2 separate regions of the Capsicum annuum genome follow, and region 1 is linked to region 2. The links are chromatin contacts, called in public Hi-C maps. All regions are on one chromosome and are shown on one strand. Each heading gives the region's core, a stretch centred on a gene start, on an enhancer-like site or on the middle of the called end of the contact. The rest is flanking DNA. Distances are from core to core; before and after follow the strand shown. Region 1 holds the start of LOC107853569 (PH-interacting protein). Region 2 holds the start of LOC107840794 (histone-lysine N-methyltransferase EZA1).

The links. Hi-C and Micro-C count contacts between places; a contact is called where the count stands out from the background.
Region 1: a Hi-C map of placenta shows a contact between it and region 2, with 3 times the contacts expected there. The contact joins the promoter of LOC107853569 here to the promoter of LOC107840794 in region 2. A contact is called at or near these places in 2 of 5 Hi-C or Micro-C datasets (leaf and placenta).

Annotation. Positions count from the first base shown.
Region 1 is chr1:160,601,100-160,603,799 of UCD10Xv1.1, forward strand. It overlaps LOC107853569 (PH-interacting protein), which reads left to right and starts at 1,396. Exons shown (of 25, transcript XM_047398662.1): 1 at 1,396-1,489; 2 at 1,609-1,698.
Region 2 is chr1:160,224,761-160,227,460 of UCD10Xv1.1, forward strand. LOC107840794 (histone-lysine N-methyltransferase EZA1) reads right to left here and starts at 1,423. Exons shown (of 18, transcript XM_016684717.2): 1 at 1,267-1,423; 2 at 456-557. The coding sequence starts at 1,302.

The DNA of each region.
Region 1 (2,700 bases), core at 146-2,645, 380 kb after region 2:
TGAGCTTGAATCTCCTTGAAGAGAATCAGATATTCGCGCCTTATATTGAATATTATTTTTTCATTTTTTACTTAAATTTTTCAGTTGTAATTTATTGTAATTTGTGATATATTACATCAATATGAAATAATTTAGTAGAAGGGTTAGTTATTTAAGAAATGACGGATTCAATTTATTGAAACATTCCAAATTGGATATTAATAAGCAAGTAAAAGTATGTCAACTAAATTTAAGAACTTTCAAGTATATAAACCAGTTTATTATATCTTAGTTTTGATGTTTAAGTACATACTACATAATAATTAATTTAAAAAATTACCTTCAAGGGGTGATAGGACCCTAAAGTAGTTTGGAAATATAAATAATACGAAAAAATAATAGGAGCATTACCTAATTTATAAGGGGTCGCTTGGTAGTTGATTAGGTGTTTCTAATGTAGAGATTAGTTAAGAGACGATCTATGTACTGTTATTTATGCATATACTAGTTATGCATTGATAATATTCATGTATAATAAATTGAGCATATATTACTTATTTCACCTTCGATCATACATACGAAAATACGTAAATTCCACGTAACTTATACTAATTGTGCAGGTTTCTAAGTTATGAACTAAATATTATATTATTTTATATCTAAATAATTTACCTCCTATCTCTCAACCATAATACTATCATTATACATAATTTAATTCCAAAATAATTATCTCCAAATCTGCTAGCAAGATGGTAAGTGTACAACTGATAATTTTATCACAACAAAAAGTGAATTTTACCTTACAATCAATTACATAAATCATTTTTCAGACTTGAAATCCGGTTGGAAGAGTTTAGAGGTTTACATAAGCGTTGATTTTTCTGCAGAGTTGCAGTAGGTACTTAGAATTTGGGATGAAAGATTTTCGGATGAGGATCTCGATATTAATGAGTGGCGGGTTATTGGGTTGGGCCGGGTCAAAATTTTAGGGGGAATTCAATTATTTTAATTGAATATTAAGTGACAGTAAAATTATGACACATCATTGATGAAATGGAGTCAGTGCCGAGACGTTAAATGAAAGGGCAAAACAGTTCCAATAGATAGACGAAGAGGGTATTTCAGGTTTAATACGTAGATGAAGGATATTTGTATACCACTTCACATAATTGAAGAATATTTTGGATCCTTTTTTATTATTTAAATAAAGTTATTTTTAAAAAAATTATTTAAATTTAATTACTACGTGACATATCCATCTGTTATGAGTTACACTCATTTTTATTTTTTAATAGATTTTTGATTTATATTAAAATTGATACAAATATTTGTTAAAGATTAAAGTGTTTAATAAATATAAATTAGAATTGAGGTGACTAGATAAATTTTTCAAATAATTTTAAGGAATTACAAATAACTTAAACGAAAGCTAAAAAGACAAGGTTGTATTACTCATGCTTTATACCAGCAAAGTGGGGAGTTTGCGGCGTTTGACGTCCCCAGGAATTGGGTATTTTTTCTCCACTATGCGGATTGGCCTGCCCCAATATCGACACAATTTCTATACTATACAAATAACAAAATCTTTCTCCTTCGTCATCAGCTAACTTTCCATTTTCTCGTACACAGTTTGTTGCATTTGGAAAGCCGAGGGCAAATATCTACATCTGCATCTCAATCAGTTTTACAACAAGAAACGGAAATCCCTTTTACCGTCAGGTCAATCATAAAAACTGTCTTTCTTTCTTTTACTTTGTGATGATACTGCTGCATATAATAGACCCTTGGTCCGGCCTTTAGTAGGAGCTTTAATGCATTGGGCTGTTCATTTCTTATAGCTCTGGGTTTCTTAATTCATGTTTGTAGATCATTTTCTTTTCTGGTGAAGAAGAAATAATCAAACTTGGGGGGAGAAGAAAAAGAGATGGTAATATAGTTCTAGTAACTATTGTTTCGGGGAGGTGACAAGAATTCGGTGGAACTAGTCAAGGTGCGTGCAAGCTGACCGGGACATCAGGGTTAGTAGAAAAATAAAAGTATATCATTAGGCAGATTTTTGTAAATCCCACGGCTTTGATTTTTAGGCAGATTTATCATTTGTATTTAGTGGATTCTTAATTATATGTCAGTAGGCATGCATGGTGTGGCCTAGTGGCTAATGAAGTGGGTTGGGCACCATGAGGTCTCAAGTTCTATCCCAACAGAGGCAAAAGCATTTCGTGATTTGTATCTGTTCTAGCTTTGATGGACAGAGTTACCTTGTACTCGGTAGTGGTGGTAGGTGGTAGGTGGTAGGTATCCTGTTGAATTAGCTGAGGTGTGCGCAAGCTAGTTTGGACGCCATGTTTATAAAAAAAAGAAAAATACATCACTACGCACTCATGTTTAGTCTAGTTAGAGAATTGCATGTTAGTTTACGTACAAGTGTGAACTTTAGAGAATCGCCGGAGAAATCTAGTTCGCCTTAAACATGAGTTATTGATCATGGAAATGGGTTTAACTAGTGGCAGAGCCAGGAATTTCATTAAGAGGATCCAAAATATAAATGATTTTCACTAAGAGGATCCAAAATATAAGAAGTGCACTTGAAAAGTTAAGGGTATTCAATATCTACTATATACCGTGTACTTTTCCAGCAAAGTGGATTTGGATAAACCCCCTTGTGTCCCTAGCTCCGCCAGTGCATATAGTTAATCAGCCTGCTTGGGATTAGGACATGGG
Region 2 (2,700 bases), core at 173-2,672:
AGAGTCCGTTGTACGCAGCCTAATCTTGCATTTCTACAAGAGGTTGTTTCTAAGGCTTGAACCCCTTACCTCCTGGTCGCATGGCAGCAACATGCCATGTAACTTACCAGTTACTCCAATTGCTTTGCTCACAGAATAAGAATTAAAAACCAAAGATCTTTAGAAAGCAAATATTCATTTGAGAGCAAAGTTTCCAATGATGTTCTGCATTAACTAAGGTATGACTGGACCAAACACCATTCAACAGAAAAAGAGAAAGAGATGAAAGGTCATTTGGTACGTGGACTAAATTATCCGGAGATTATAGTCCCTCAACTAATTTATCCCACCGCATACCAAAAATCCTGAAGATTGTATCAGCGAATATTTGTGTGCTTGCCATGACATCAGCAGAATACAATTTCAAGTTTTGAATAAAAAAAATCTAGAAAATGGAAATACAAAAGAACTAGTACCCTGACTGAAAGAATTCTGTCCTTTTGAATTTGCCTTTTCAGCTGATTGATTCTGTACATTAGAGATGCCGAACAATCTCCTTCATTTTCTCCGTCTGACTTCTGCCAATTTAGAAAGATAAAAGTTTTCATCCATGCATAATTAATCAAAAAGCAACACAAACAAATACTCGACTATAATTGAATTGGAAACAAATTGAAGTTCAGACCTCAAGTAAAGCCCAAATTATCTGATGACATCAAACAACAAAAAGGGACACATAAAGAGGGGAAAAAGAACACATAGCTCATAATTTCATTCAACAAGTAAGGTGAGGGCAATAGATCATTAGCTAGATGAGATTAATTTTCAAATAGACAACAACAACAATATAACAAGTGTAATCCCACCAAGTGGGGTCGAGGGAAAGTAAAGTGTACGTAAACCTTACCGCTACCTTGGAGGTAGCGACACTATTTCCGATAGACCCTCAGCTCAATTTAAGCAAATAGACATAGTAGTAAAACACAATCAAAGAAACATGTAAAAACACACAATTTTCCTAATTTACTATTAGTTCCTTACACTTTCCCCTGTTTTCTCAACAATTGAAGCAAGGAAAATCACCAAGATAAAAAAAAAACAACATGTTTCTCTTCAACAAAAAATCATTTTTTTTAAGAATCCCAAGTACCCAACAACCACACAAGAAAAGATCAATAAACAAGATGATCAGACAAAAGGGGTTGCAAGAATTAGTCTAATTTAATGAATTAGCAACAAGTGATTAAAAACACAGAATGAAAAAAGGGGATTGACAGTGGGACTGGCCTCAGAATCAGGAGAGGTGGAGCTGGAGGAGATCATGGAAGTCTTGTGTAGATGACAAATTTGAACAAGAAGAATAAGGGGTGTAATGTAAGTAGCGTAAGAGGAGTGAGAGCAGATTACGTGGGTAGAGAATGCTTATTTGACATAAAATCCGAATATGATACTACTACTTAGGAAAAATTAAATAAATAAATACTCCGCTACAAAAGAATTTTAATTATCACAAGTTACTCTATTAAGAAAAAGAGTTAATACATAAAAATAATCTTAAACTTGACATTAAATTATAACTTTGATATTAAACTTTAATAGTGCACAAATAGGATCTTTAATAATTCAAAACCTGAACAAATATGACATCCGATTTTATAACCCCATGCGTGAGTCTCTCGCGCCTACGTGGAAAGGTCCAATCACATGGTGTCACGTCGTTAAAAGGGCTGACTTGGAGAGAGGTCATATTTGTGCGATTTTGAATAGTTAAAGATCATATTTGTGCACTATGAAAGTTTTATTTTTTGTGTTAAAACGATGTCGTTTTTATTATTATTATTATTATTATTATTATTGTTATTATTATTTTATTTATTTTATTTTTTTTTTATAGTAGCAGCACCTAAATTTTTTTTAATTTAAAAAAATTATTATTATTATTTTTTTAGCAGCAGCACCTAACTTTTTTTTAATTAAAAAAAAAACAGCCACTAGTACGAATCAAACCCACACAGTAGGCTGAAGGAAGTGCCCAAGAGGAGTAAATAACACAACTAGGCTATCTAAGTACCTTGTTTCATGTGGTTCAACATTAATATACGTACATAAATATACATTTTCTATCTTATATATATACAAAGTAATTTTTTTACGAGGTGGTTCGGGTAAACCCCATGGCAACCACATAGGTCCGCCCCTCGTTAATTTAATAACGTTAATTTAATAACATCGTTTAATTATGTTAATTTGATAATGTTAATTTAATATACTGCTACTACTATCCTTGATAACATTAATTTAATAATGTTTTATTAAAACTATAATTTTTTTTATAATTAGTATAGTTTCATCTTTAATTTAATATTTAAATTAATAATATTTAGATATATTATATAACTTAAATTCGTCCTCTGCTTTATAATATATACACATACTCGCTCGATTTTTTCATATGAGGCTGACCCGCCTAATTAATAAATCTTCAATATTGTTCTTTTTCTGCAATGACAAAAGAAATTAGATGTCATTTTCATCTTTGAGCCGAAAATAATGAAAAAATAATAGTGAAGAGTCATTTAAAGGTCATATTTGTGCAGTTTTGAATAGTTAAAGGTCATATTTGTTCACTGTCAGAGTTTAAAGTCATATTTATGTATTATGCCCTTAGATTTTAAGCTGGACGGGCCCAGTTTTGCATGTTGAACACGCGTTTTGCCACGT